3 separate regions of the Oryctolagus cuniculus genome follow, and all the other regions are linked to region 3. A link is a contact called in public Hi-C and Micro-C data. All regions are on one chromosome and are shown on one strand. Each heading gives the region's core, a stretch centred on a gene start, on an enhancer-like site or on the middle of the called end of the contact. The rest is flanking DNA. Distances are from core to core; before and after follow the strand shown. Region 1 overlaps DCAF12 (DDB1 and CUL4 associated factor 12). Region 2 holds the start of DCAF12 (DDB1 and CUL4 associated factor 12). Region 3 overlaps UBAP1 (ubiquitin associated protein 1).

Region 1 (4,860 bases), core at 155-2,654, 170 kb before region 3:
AGTGAGCCACACTACCTGCCCCGGGCATATCCACTCTCAGCTGGACCCCAGAGCAATGATGAGGTGTGCGGTGGCGAATCAGGAGCAAGCAGGTCTTCCTATTTATGTCTCTGATCTTGAGACATTCTTGTGCCCCCCACCCCCGGCAATCTCAGCACCCCAAGCCAAGCTTCCTGCCAGTCATTTGAGCACCCTCTTTCTCTCCCCCACCCAACCTATGGGCTATATACAGTCACTCAAGCCACTCTGCACTGGAGTAATATTTATTTTTTTCCTTGGCAAAAAGTCAAGTGCTACATTTTTAAAAACAGAAAATCTCAAACAATCAAACTCATTACCCATCACAGAAGAGGGTCTTGGCAAACAGTACAAAACATCCTACTTGAGATTTTTTTTTTAAATATACAAGTCAGTTTAAAACGATAGAAGTTCTGTGAGAACTAAGAAATCTACAGCCTGTAGTTTAATAATAGAAAAAAAATTAAGACAATTAAAAGGTTTATAGCATCCAGCATTTTGCTTAATTCCCTGTTTATAGCACCTATTTCTCTAGGTTAGAAGATGAGAATTCCAGAACCTGTGGGGCGTGCTGTATGCCAACCCCTCTGGGGAACCTGCTGTCTCCTCTCCCCGCTGCCCTGTTCCATGATGAGCCTCCCTACTTACACCCAGGGAGGAGGGATATCTGGGAGAGCAGCAAATACTCTGGGGTACGGTAGTAAGCGACTTTTCCTTTCCCCAGGAGATGCTGAGAGAAGCAGAGTATGTGCTTAGAGGAGCAATCTGTGGGTGGGGACAGCTGTTATCTTCCACATGATGCATAAAAAAACAGGGAGCAACAGGACCTCACAATGAGTCAGTTGCCCGCAAGTTTAAAACCTCAGACAAAACACAGTTTCAAAGGAGGAACAGACAAGTACTAATCACGCTGAGGCTTTTACATGCACAATGCTACTGGCTGCAAGCCACCCCCTCACTGACCTAGGGCCGAGCCCACACAGAGGAGGGAGAGCTTCAACCCCAAGCTTCACTGCACTGAGAAAATGAATATTCCACGCATGACACACTCACTATACATGGATAAACCCCCTGTGCACCCTCACCCTCCTGGACTGAACCCAGTTTAGAAAGCAACAGCAGAATCCATTGGGGAGAATGGAAGAATGGCAGAGAGGTCTTCTCTCAAAGCCAAGGGAGCTATGAGAATCGTGACAGACTGGAGACCCCTAGCTCCAGCCCATGAAGTATGGGCAAGGTCTTGCTGGAGGGGAGGAAGGGAGAGGGAGGCTGGGATGCAAACTCTTTACCAAGTCCTGTGATGCTCTGCAGTGTGCAGAGCTGCCTCTGGATGCAGACTCAGGTTTCAGAGGAGTGGCCACCGGCTAAGTGGAGGGGAAGCTGGGAAGTGGAAGTGACAGCCACAGAGGTGTCCTCACCCGGAGGACACACAGCTGGGAAGACAGGTAGGGTTGGATCACTCGGGAGTCCCGGCATGGGAAGCCCCAGGAAGGCTGTGCTCTCGCTCAAGGATTTTCCCAGTGGTGATGTGTTTTCCTTCCTATATTCAGTGTTAGACTTTAACGCACAAGATACAGACTAGCCCCAAAGCTGGACTTGAATAAAGTTGTTTCTTTTATAAATATTTTAATTACAAGGAATCCTCACTCCAGATAACTTCAGTGACACACAGTACCTACACGCATGCAAGTTCGCTCTCTCTCTCTCCCGCTCTCTCTCATACACACACACACGCACACACACACACCCACACGGCTCTCAAACTTTCACAGAAAGTCTGACAGCAACCACATAATTATAAAGGAGCCCTACCTCTCAAGAGTGAAGTAAGGGTGAGAAGGACTGTGTCATTTCTGCCTAAAGAAGCAAGAGAGGGGAGAGTGTGTGTCACTTAACGAAAACATCTAACTGGGGATCAGCAACGTTTGGCTGAGAAGCCAGAAAGAAAAAAAGGGTACAATTCTGATTACCTAAAGGGAAAAAGAAAAAAAAATAATAAAAAGCCCTTCAGCTTTCTGTACAGAGCTTCTTCCTACTGAGTGCCTAAACTATGGACAAACCCTGGTGTTCTCACTAAAATATGAGAGCCTCACACAGTTGGGGGGGTGGGGGTGGGGCAAAAGAAGAAACCAGGAAACTGCAGATGGAAGTCAGTGTAAATCTCTGCATTCTGGGAGAGTCAGCTGTCACTGATCATCAGCTCCAGAGCCCAGCATAGTTTCCGTGGAGCCCTGAAGGGAGGGGACCTCCTGCCACAAAGAGTTTCGTGCCGGACGAGTCGTAGCAGTGGGTGTACACGGCATTGGGGAAGAAATCAATGTCCGAAAAGTAATTCCTCCAGGTTTCATCATGATTCTACAGGGAGACAGAGAGACCGGGTTAGCACCCTGTGGCCATGGGGCAGAAACACGAATGCATTCCGATCTCCTTAAGTGGAGGGGCACCGCACCTATAACCTGATGTTGGCAGACTGGTTTTCCTGGGAACTAGGGCCTCAGTTTTCAACTGAGCATTAGAGAGGAAGTACACACAGTTCAGATCTTGTCCAACAGCTAGACTAGAACTCTTCATAATCCGCCGGCAGCTCGGCAGCACATTCCTAACCTTTCTTGTTCCATTACCACTTCAGGGGAACCCTGGGCCAGGCAACTTGATTTCTTGTGCCTCAGTTTAACCACAGGCAACAGATGGAGACATAAAAGCAAAATTAGAGGAAATTCCTTTCCTGCTCTAAGGAGTGCCTGGAGGTAGGCTGTGGGAGGGGCTGGTACAGGGGAGATAATTGTTCTGCCACTGTCTGGCAATCAACTCAAGCGGGGCTCACTCACCAGCCAGCCTTTGCCAGTGGTTAGCTTCAGATTCTCCCCTGCCAGTTTGGGCTTGGACCCGTAACAAGCAGAGAGCCTCTCTTCCAGGAATCTCTGAGCTCGGATATCATAGAACAACAGGGAGCCCTGCCCTGTGCCCACAGTGATGATGTGCTCGTAGAAGCTCACTGACCGGATCCCTGAAAGACAGAGAAGGGAAGGGAGAGCGTTAGCTTAGCAGTCTGCTCGCCTGAATTCCTCCAATGCCGAGTCTGCACTGCACCTCCCAGTATCGGACAATGCTTTTCCAGGGGCAAACATAGCTCATGCAACAGCAGGGAACCCTGGTGCCACGCTGCCGCAGCCATCACGCACTAACAGGAGCCCTCCGACCAGCTGTGGAGAATGCCAGATTGCTGACTAAGCCTCAGATGTTTTTGGCCAAAGACAGTAAGTGTGCCTGGAACTTCCCTGCGTCACCACTTCGGAATCATCACTCACAACTACGCTCTTTGCCAGTATATGTTTCCAGCCTATACTGCAATTCAGGGTGATCTGCGTATGTACAAATCATCACATAAACAAGGACTTCCTTATATTCCTTATATAAAATTACCACCTTATATAAAATTACAGGAAGTCTGTAGCTGGTATTAAGTGTGTTAGGAGGGTGACAGAAAGCCCAAAACTTAAGCACACCAGAGCATTCTTCCTCACCACAGGGTGAACTTTAGACATCTAATCATTGTGGGTCACTGAGAAAACACAACTGCTGTACCCAGGCATCAAATAATTCCATGGGATACAAAGATGTCTCCTAGCACAGAAGAGAGGCTCCAAAATATTTGTGAAACCAGTACTTCCTCTTTATATAAAAGTCACCCCTGTTAACAGTAACCAAAATGTTTTGTGGTATAGTGGGTTAAACCACTGCTCAGGACACCTACATCCCATACTACAGCATTAGTCCAAGTCCTGGCTCTTCCACTTCCGATCCAGTTGCCTGCTAATGTGCCCAGGAAGGTAACAGAGAGATGACAGCCTATGGATTTGAGTCCCTGCTATCCAAGAAGGAGACTTGGATGGAATTCTAGGTTTCCGGCTTCAGTGTAGCACAGATCTGGCTGTTACCGTCATTTGGGAAGTGATGAACCAGTGGATGGGGCTGGGGTTGTGGTGTAGCAAGTAAAGCTACAGCCTGCAACACTGGCATATGGATGCCAGTTTGTGTCCCAGCTGCTCCACCTTTTTTTTTTTTTTTTTTTTTTTAAGATTTTATTTATTTATTTGAGAGGTAGAGAAAGGTCTTCCATTCCCTGGTTCACTACTCTAACTGCTCCACTTCTGACCCAGCTCTCTGCTATGGCCTGGGAAAAGAAGTGGAGGATGGCCCAAGTGCTTGGGTCCTTGCACCCACATGGGAGGCCTGGAAGAAGCTCCTGGCTCCTGGCTTCAGATCAGTGCCGCTCCAGCCATTGCGGCCATCTGGGGAGTGAACCAGAGGATGGAAGACCTCTCTTTCTCTCTCTCTCTCTCCCTTTGCCTCTCTGTAACTCTGCCTTTTAAAATAAAAATTCTCTTCTTTTCCCTTCAACAAACAACGATGCTCTACAGGGAATATGCTAGGAGAGGCTGGAGGCTGAAGCCTAATTCATCTAGTTGTCAGAACTCAGTGTTTTGTCAGCTTCAGTGAAGTAGCACTGTCATACCATACACTGCACATATTTACAGTATACAATTTGTGGACCCCTCTGTACCCCACCAGCCGATCCTTTGGCATAAACAGAATAGTAGTTGAGGCAGGGCCCCAGGCAACAATGACCACAAGACAGAAAGCAAGGCTCTTTGGAAAAACAGGAAGCCATTAATATCCTGCCTGGTGGTTTCCACCAAGGCTTCTGTGGCAACACGTTTGTTTGTCTGTAGTGTTTGAAACTGCTGCAGTATGTGTGTACTTATGGTCCCCTCTTGTGTCACCAAGTATTTCCACATGTTCCATGCAGATCACCACAGTGTCACGGGCTGTAAGCCTCTG
Region 2 (4,588 bases), core at 1,958-4,457, 130 kb before region 3:
ATAACCAGGAGGAGTTCCTAGCTTCTGGCTTCTGTCTGGCCCAGTCCTGGCTGTTGCAGCCATTTGGGGAGTGAACCAATGGATGAACAATGTCTCTGGAAGATCTCTCTTTTTCTCTCTCTGATGCTATGCATTTCAAATTAAGTAAAATTTTTTAATAAATACATAAGCGAGAAAAGGAGCAGAAAAATGACAAAGAAGTCATCAACAGGAGGGAATGGAAAGAAACACAGCAAGTCCCTTCCATTAAAAATTGATTTGGAAAACATACAGTGAGAGAGAGATTCTAGAGCATGTGGAGCCATCTATCCGGAACCTAGGGGAAAGCTCAGGTGCCCCCGACACTCACCGTGTTGCATTTTGTGCCGCACACCACTTGCCTATGATTCAACCACTGAGACGCAAACACTTTATTAAGGGTCCCAAGGTGAAACTCTCTCTCCTTCAGGAGACTGGGAAGTTGCTGGGCTGCATACCCATACAACACTCGCGAGTAATTGGTTTCATTCTGTAGCCTGACTTCCCGGTTCTTCAGGTAGCACACTAAGGATCTCTTCACTGGCGGGAGTCTTTTCCTTTTGTGAAGTGAGTGGTCCCAGCCAAACTGTGGAAAGCAACGTGAGAAATCAGGGATTTGCCTAACTTTCCTCAGAACAAGCGATCCTACCATATTAGGGAAACAAGAACTAATCCTTCAGGATTTATATCCAACAGAAATACAAAAGAACAGGAATCTCAATCCACTAAGTTCAGTGTAACTCTTCCAACACTGAGATATTGCTCATGGTCAAACCTACCCATGTGAGTTCAAGGGCTGAAAGATAAGGGAATGGAGCAAAGAATAGGACAGATGACTTAGGAGAGAGACTCTTTTAGATTCCCCTTTAGCTACCCTGGGCAGGGAAGGCAAAGAGGGGCTGAGCGACTGCCACACCGACCTGGGCTACATCTCTACCTCGCACCCTTCTCCCTCTCAGCCTTAACTCCCTGCAGAGCATGAAAAGCCCAGCTCAAGTGGCCAGACCGGGGTCCCGGGTCTTCCAGGGCCATTGATAAATGGCCGCTCCTCTTGGCATCGCGACCGCGCTCCAGGCGGTTGCAAAATTCGAAAAATCAAACACCAACGGGGTGGGGAGGCACAGGAAATCAGAGTCCCTACCCTATCCCGTGAAGGCTTCCCCTCCGAAGGGGGCGGTGTAAGGATTACGACAGGGACCTGCTGTTTGTTCTAGGGGTCCAAGCACCAAAAGGCCCAGCTTGCTCCGTGGGCAACCACAGGGGGTGTCCTTCCTCGATGAGGGACGCGGTCATGCCCGCTTTCTGGGGCCCCTTAGGGACGGACTTCACGCTCCCTCTCAGCACATTCTGGGAGGTCGGTCTTGTTCCCGATTCCCCTCCTCCAAAGTCAAGCCTCTAAACAAGTCCTATTCCTGGCTGCAAGGCCTCCTACGGAATGCCACTCTTTTGAGGGCCCCTTTTACCGCCTCACCCCTCCGGCCTACCTGTCCTCCAGGGAACTCCTGGGGGCCCAGCCCCAGCCCTAAAGACCCAGGCCCTCTGGTCCCGCCAGACTACAGACCTTGAACCTCGAACTCCTGTCCCCAGCTCTGCAGGCCTAAGTCTCGGCCTCACAGCCCTCACCTGCGGACTCTGAGCGTCGCTCCCAGCTCCCGGCGAGGCAGGCGCTTTCCGCTTCCTGCTAACTGCTTTCCGGGCCATGGTGGGCAGCGCCGCCGCGGTCCCGCAGCCGCATGGGGCGTAGGAAGCGAGGAGTAACAGGACGGCGGGTCATATACTGGGCCCCGGGGCCGCGCAGCTCAGTGCGTCCGGCCCGGAAAATGGCCCAGAACCCGGGGCAGCAGTAGTTAACAAGGCAGGCGGACTGAAGGGAAGGAGGGGGAGGATCGGGGCCGGGAAAGGGAAGGGAAAGGGGAAGCCGGAACCAGAAGCTTTCCGACGACCTAGTCTGGAAAGGACGGCGAGCGACTAGAACCAAAACACCCCCTCCCCCTCGCCCGCGCTTCGTCACCTCTGCGCAGCCGCACTTCGCGGCGCGTCGCTACGGAAACGCCGCGGGACGAGAGGGGCGGGATTTAGGACTCGGAGGAGAGTTCCCGGCTGTTGCCTAGCTGCGACCTGACACTCGTTCGACTGCTGCTGGAGGTGGACGAGCAGGCGCTGGGAGAATCTGGCCTCTGGTCACCCGACCTTGGAGCCTAGCTGGCCCCATTCGCGGGCACCCGGAAGTGAGGGATGACCAGCTCTGCTAGGATCGCGATCCCTCCCAGCGCCACACTTCACCCGCCGAACATCTTTGGTTACCTCGCATCTAGCCGCGTACGTTTCCCCCAACCTATCACAAACCGTGCCCTGGAGCCGAAGGCTGGACACTGGCTGGGAGGCAGACACCTGCCCTGCCCCTCGAGACGGAGTCTGGAGTATGGCCGGACTTTTCTCTGGGCGGGGAACCAGCCCAGGCTGCCCCGGGAGCCTCTGGCCACCCTCTTCCCCACGTTCTCCGCTGTCTATTGCTTGCGCCACTGCCCACCAACCCCTCCTGACCCTCTTTGCCTGGGCGGATCGCAACAGCCCCTCTGTCACCTGCCCCTCCCCCCTTTTATAGTCCAGTGACCTGCCGTCAAAGCCACAGCCTCTTGTGCTTTTTATGAGGTAGGCTTCAGGCTGTAATTTGTCACTGCCTGCCTTTCACATCCCAGGTTGCGTCTCCAGTGATGCAGCTGGGCGAAATTTGAACCGCGGGAAAGAGTGGCCGTTTTTGGCTTCTCGATCCAGTTTGGACTGGCATTGGTCACCCAACGAGGGCTTTTTCGAGGTCACCCTTGCCTCCTGAGGGAATTTGAGTGACAGCCTCCAGACTCCTCAGGCAAAGAAACCCTTCGGAAGAAGGAGAATGCACTTGGTTTGGGGCCAACTGGCCTCAAGCTGTGGCACCGGGTCCCTTCAGGCTTCAGGCCTCCTAACTCCAGGGAGCTCTGTTGGCCCTTGTGAAGTTCTACCTACAAGGAGATCTGGATTTGTTCTCCAAACTAAACCAAAGGCTAGATTGAGACAGGATCCTCCACCATCCCAAGTCAACTGTCACTAACCCATAATGCCATCTTGGGAAAGGCATCCCCATCTTACTTGGCCAGACCTGTCCCTTGAGAGGCACGCACACAATGAGTATCTCAGGAGTGGGTCGCTTTCCTTTTGGAGTCTTGTTCTAGTTCTGTCTCGCCTCACAATGCTCTGGAAGACAGAGGATCCCATTGGGCAAGAGTCTAGAATCTTCTGAGAATCTCTAGGCTCAGGCTGGGCAGGGTCTGGGTCTTGGTCTCCCCCCTCCAAGTCAAAAGATACACTGGGCACTGCTGCAGACTCATTCTCAAAATTGGTATACATCATTTTGACATCCCAAGGAAGCATCCCCCAAAGCATAGCTCATCATTTCATCATTTCTGTGAAAATAAAATAGAAATGACACACATTTAGAAGCTTAAAAGTTCACAGTTGCTTTTAAAGAGTGATAATAAAGTTTCAGTGAAGTAGAATGACAGTAACTCTTATACACTTAAAAAAAGATTTATTTATTTGAAAGAGTTAGAGAGGCAGCGAGAGAAAGATCTTCCCTCTGCTGGTCCACTCCCCAAATGGCCACAACAGGCAGAGCCGGGCCAATCTGAAGCCAGGAGCTTCTTATGGCTCTCCCATGCAGGTACAGGAGTCCAAGGACTTGGATCACCCTCCACTGTCCTCCCAGGCAGGGGTCGACACTATGGCATAGCGAATGAAGCCACCACCTGTAGCATCGGCATCCCATATGGGCGCCAGTTCAAGTCCCGGCTGCTCCATTTCCAAGCCAGCTCTCGGCTATGGCCTGGGAAGGCAGTGGAGGGTGGCCCAAGTACTTGGGCCCCTGCTCCCACATAGGAGACCTGAAAGAAGCTTCTGGCTCCTGACTTTGGATCAACACAGCTCTGGGCAGTACAGCCAATTGGGGAGTGAACCAGTGGATGGAAGACCTCTCTTCTCTCTCTCTGCCTCTGCTTCTCTCTGACTTTCAAATAAATAAATAAATCTTAAAAAAAGAAAAGAAATGGAGCAGCCAGGACTTGAACTGGTGCCCATATGGGATGCCGGCACTGCAGGTAGCAGCTTTACCCACTATGCCACAGCACTGGCCCCTATTTATTTTTTAAGAGATTTATGTATTTATTTGAAAGGCAGAGTTACAGAGAGAGGAAGAGACAGAGAGAGAGAGAGAGAGAGGCAGAGAAAGAGAGGAATCTTCCATCAGTTGGTTCACTCCCCAGATGGCCACAATGCCCAGGCCAAAGCCAGAAGCCAGGATCTTTATCTGCGTCTCCCATGTGGCGACAGGGGCCCAACTGCTTGGGCCATCTTCTGCTGCTTTCCAGGTACATTAGCAGGGAGCTGGATCAGAAGCTGAGCAGTGCCCACATGGGATATGCTGACATTGCAGGCATCTGCTTAACCTGCTATTCCACATTGCGGGTCTTTGATTAAGTATTTTTAAAAAGTTATAAAATATATTTCCCCAATTACAAAATAAATATGTGCTCAAAGT
Region 3 (4,477 bases), core at 1,012-3,511:
ACACTTGTCCAGGCAGTCAGTAGGGTACTGGAGTCTAACACTCTGGGGACATTTTCTGACTTGGGCTGTGCAGGTGACATTCTGGGAGATGTGAGTCAGCTGTGGCTACAACTCCTTTGCAAAACGGCTGCTCATATTTAGAAAGGTATATACACCTCTCTGTTCTGTAAGTAGTCACTGAGGCCCCGCTGCATTGGATACAGTTCAAGGCACACTCAAGTCCTGTCCGGAAACTGGTAGCCTGGGTGGACTGGGAGCAGACTTGTTTGCGTAGTGACAGTAGGTGTCCAAACTTCCTCTTTGTTTTCTTAGATTCTCGACTATCTCTTTGCACACGGACAGCTTTGCGAGAAGGGCTTTGACCCTCTGTTAGTGGAAGAGGCTTTGGAAATGCAACAGTGTTCAGAAGAAAAGGTGAGACCCTTCAGGCTTCATGGGAACCCCCTGGAAAAGAGGAAGCGTCCTTCTCTCCCTTGGTCACAGGCTGCTTCCCTTGCCAAGGAACTGCAGGGTGGTCTCATGTCTAGGCAGGCTCTGCTCGACTTGGGGAATACATGGGCTTATCTAGAATCCCAGTGAGGGGAAGGGAGAATTGACTTGGGCCGAAAGCCAAACTTCCGATGACCAGGAGGATCACTAGTCTCACCACCTACCTTGATCCCTGGAGAACAGCTGTTTTGGAGGTCAGTGGCCTGCCTCAGTCAGTATGGGTGGAAGGACCCAGATAGAGGTCAGCAGGAGGTGGGCTGAGCTAAGGGTGGCTCTTGAAGGGTGGCAGGCTTTGGTGTCAAACCTGCGTGACCTGGTTTCCTCCACCACCACCCTTTCTTCCTGAAGAACCTCAGGGAGACTGAGGTGGCTCTGGCTAGAGGGATGCAGAACCCCCGTGACCTCCAGGCCCCTTCCAGACAAAATGCTCCGTTGCTCTGTTGTGTTGGATGGCTGGGCCCTTTAATCTGTGTTCTCTTATGTCCCTTAGATGATGGAGTTTCTTCAGTTAATGAGCAAGTTTAAGGAAATGGGCTTTGAACTGAAGGACATTAAGGAAGCTTTGGTATTACACAACAATGACCAGGACAATGCTTTGGAAGACCTCATGGCCCGGGCAGGAGCCAGCTGAGACCAGGCCCTGCTACAGCCCTGCCACGGAACCACCACCCCCAGGAAGCCCCTGCAGAGCCCGCCTGTGGGGAAGGCGAAGGGGACACTTCTGGATTTTCTTTTGGGACTTAAGACGGTCAGGCGTGGAGACTGTGCTTGTCAATCTCCATGAGCGCAGGGCCCGAGCTGGGGAGAAGCGGGAAGATTTGGGCATGCTAATGCCCCCAGACCTGTCCTGGCTCCTTCTCTATTAAACATGTTTGTATCTTGAGAAGTGTCCTTCCCACCTGGGCCCTCCAGAAAGACTAGCTTGGTCTTCTCTTGGGTCTTTACGTCCTCAGCCCTGGCCTGGCCACCAAGAGGAGTCAGGGAAAAGTGGGGGAGAGGGCCAAACTCAGTGCTGCTTTGGGGCTAGATGCTTCTCCCTCCCCACACTAGTGGACGGAACTCTAATCCAAGTTGAGTACAAGTGAAAGGTTCTTCCGGGGTTTCAGTCCCCCCTCAACAAAGCCTCTTAGTGTTACACTGGTTCTGCAATGTCTGCGGTGCGAAGAATGCACTTTTATCCAGGGGGCCTGAGTTTCTCTTTCGCCAGGCAGTCACTACGCTTCCCTGCCCCAGCCTGCCTCTCCTGGTGTGGTTTGGACCACAGTCTCTGCTGCCCAGGGTTACAGAGCCCCTGCTCTAGGAAACAGTTGTCAGTTTAACCCTTGGCCCCTTCGCAGCACATTCAGTGGGGAGACAACAGGCCACAGTGCCGTCACCCAGCACTAACTCCACTTCTGTTCTTGGACAGCCTCTCCCCCCTGCAGCCCACTGCTTTAGAATGACACAAGTAACACCTAGTCATAGAAATCAGTCTCTTTGGTTTTGTATTATGTTGAACGTTAAAAATCTAAATACAAAGAATATACAGTCTTGAATCTAAAATAATTTGCTAACTATTTTGATTCTTCAGAGAGTACTACTAATAAAAATCTAAAAGGTATATCCTGCCATGCTAATTTCTTTATTGTCAAGGGCTGTTTTAGTGAGGGGTGGAGTGGGTGGTAAGGGAGTTCCTGTGTAGATTTGCTGGGGGTGGAACATGACCTAACCTGCTTCTGTCATTTCAGTACTTTCTTCCTACTCCAGGCCTGCGAGACCCAGGAACTGGCCCCTGCAAAGGCAGGTCCAGACAAGTGCCTTTTTAAACCTGACCTATCTCAGTCTCTGGCAGAGGACATCGACTCTGCGGTTAAGACTTACTGGAAGTGAGATAGATTGGGCCTTCAGGAGATGGAGGAAATCCCTTTTCCCGTGAGCAGCATCAGGCGTTTATGTGCTATTTGAGTACGATAGAACTAGATGCATCCCTCAAGTTTCTTGTCCTTATTTTTAGCGCTGTTCCACCATCCCTCTTGGGCTCTCCACAAAGAGTGGGTCTCGGGTTTTTTAAATGATCATGTGTGTAGGGGCTGCGGAGCCTTAGGGCCAAGAAGCACCAAGATGGAAGCAGGATGCCCTCTGGTGGTCAAAGAGTGGTTAGGGCCAGAATGCTGCAGACTGGAAAAAGCTACTTGGTTGACTTGGCCTTTTAACTAAGCCCTCCTTTTAAAACATTAAAAAGTTACTCTTTACCTGAAGGAAATTAAAGGTCACACAGCAATGGCCCAGGCTGTGATAAATCTCAGTTTGTCCCTGGACGGCCTTGGAAAGTGATGGGCACTTGGAGACTTCTTCCTGCTGAAGAGACAGACAACAAGCAGTACCCAGAACTATGTATAAATTGAGTCACTGTTGACTGGAGTACTCCGTGCCAAGGCCTGTGAGAGGCGGTGTAGCTGGAGTGGCCAGGGTGCCCGGGACAGCACACCTGGGATGGAGCCTTTGGAGCCTTGCTTGAGACCCTCCAGCTCCTCAAGGATTCCATGAAGGGTGTGAATGAGGAAGCATGGGGCACTGGATAGCCCTGTCACCCCGCAAAGGTCAGAGATGTGAAAAAGAACGCAGTGACATGGACACCCTCTTTTTTTTTTTTTTTTCTCAAAACTAGACTGCAGGAAGGGAAGGGAACTGTAAGCCAAAAGCCATCACATCAGCTACTGAAGACATCTCAAGGTTTATTCATTTAAAAATTTCAAAACTGTTTTAGTTTAGGGCCAGTGTTTACATCTTTGAAGACAGAACTCAGCTGATAAAGCTTCTGGGTCAGCAGGTTGTCCGTCCTTCCCTAGATTGTGACCTCTGACCTCCAGAGGTCAGATACCACTAACTACCCCGTCCTCCAGTCCTTGAATTTAACAACATCCACAGGGTGTCAGGTCCAATTGTATGCCCTCAGGCAAGGATTTAGTAAAGCATTCTCTTCTAGCTCTAAACTCCCTTTCTTATAGCTGCTCCGTACTTGGGGCTGGGAGGGACAGAGGCTCATCGAAGGCCATGTGTGTAGAGATGAGGCTAGCACAGGCGGTACCAGGTGGTTCTGGCATGTGCAGGGAGGACTTGGCGGGCCGCCTCCAGCCCAAGGGTCGGGCACAGGGACTTGCACTACCCGCACCGTCCCATCCAGGATCTTGCTTTAAGACACTGCTGTCCTCTCAGGGGTTGCGGCTGGCCTGTGGCAAGTGAGGTATAACTGCAGCTGGCTCCTCAGACTCTGGATGCACTTGGATTTCAGGGCCATGATTTCATCCAGCTGGGTCACAAAGTCTTCAAAATCCTGAGAAAAGAAACAGGACAAATGGAGCTTTTGTTCTGTTTTGCCCTCCACCAGATCTCTTTTTCTACTTCCTTCTCTAAACAGGAAGATTTCAGAATTCACCACTACCAGCAGCAGCAGCTGAGAAACCATCAGGATTGTTGCAATGGCACGGGATGGGGCCCAGTCTTCTGCGTGTGAGACACTTTCCAGATAAAGGTGTATTCTGATAGAAATGCCTCTGGTTGGGGCCAGTGCTGTGGCAAAGTAGGCTAAGCCTCTGTAGCACTGGCATCCCATAGGGGCACCCGTTCGTGTCCTAGCTGCTCCTTTTCCGATCCAGCTCTCTGCTGTGGCCTGGAGAAGTAGCAGAAGATGGCCTAAGTAGTTGGGCCCCTGCACCTGCGTGGGAGACCCCGAGGAAGCTTCTGGCTCCTGGCTTCAGATCAGGCTAGCTCTGACCATTGCAGCCATTTGGGGAGTAAACCAGTGAATGGAAGATCTCTCTCTCCCTAACTCTCAAAAAATAAATAAATAAATAAAAATCATAAAAAAAAGAAATGCCTCTGATGGCATGTGGGTGTTATTAAGAGTCACAGGAAGAGGCCCCAATAAACCACTAGGAAGGCAGAGTGGTTGGGGATAGAAGCTGAGAACATTTTAGCCTGAGAATGCGGAGTATAGCACCATATTCCA

The links. A called contact is a pair of places that touch in the nucleus more often than the background predicts.
Region 1: a Hi-C map of an unstated tissue shows a contact between it and region 3, with 2.7 times the contacts expected there. The contact joins two enhancer-like sites. A contact is called at or near these places in 2 of 6 Hi-C or Micro-C datasets (embryonic fibroblasts and an unstated tissue).
Region 2: a contact with region 3 is called in a Micro-C map of ear pinna, with 5 times the contacts expected there. The contact joins the promoter of DCAF12 here to the enhancer-like site in region 3. A contact is called at or near these places in 2 of 6 Hi-C or Micro-C datasets (ear pinna and embryonic fibroblasts).

The regions. Positions count from the first base shown.
Region 1 is chr1:197,087,632-197,092,491 of mOryCun1.1, forward strand. DCAF12 (DDB1 and CUL4 associated factor 12) reads right to left here. Exons shown (of 9, transcript XM_008273818.4): 8 at 2,847-3,025; 9 at 248-2,373. The coding sequence ends at 2,215. Among named protein-coding and RNA genes, the nearest start is that of UBAP1, 39 kb to the right of the region's middle. Within about 2 kb of position 1,405, at least 4 of the 8 cell types and tissues checked have an H3K27ac peak or open chromatin away from gene starts, as enhancers often do.
Region 2 is chr1:197,127,278-197,131,865 of mOryCun1.1, forward strand. It overlaps DCAF12 (DDB1 and CUL4 associated factor 12), which reads right to left and starts at 3,208. Exons shown (of 9, transcript XM_008273818.4): 1 at 3,108-3,208; 2 at 350-604. The coding sequence starts at 3,119. UBAP1 (ubiquitin associated protein 1) reads left to right here and starts at 2,223. Exons shown (of 7, transcript XM_070053455.1): 1 at 2,223-2,337.
Region 3 is chr1:197,256,345-197,260,821 of mOryCun1.1, forward strand. It overlaps UBAP1 (ubiquitin associated protein 1), which reads left to right. Exons shown (of 7, transcript XM_070053455.1): 6 at 313-414; 7 at 980-2,089. The coding sequence ends at 1,120. It overlaps KIF24 (kinesin family member 24), which reads right to left. Exons shown (of 13, transcript XM_008274282.4): 13 at 3,184-3,802. The coding sequence ends at 3,662. Among named protein-coding and RNA genes, the nearest start is that of KIF24, 91 kb to the right of the region's middle. Within about 2 kb of position 2,262, at least 1 of the 8 cell types and tissues checked has an H3K27ac peak or open chromatin away from gene starts, as enhancers often do.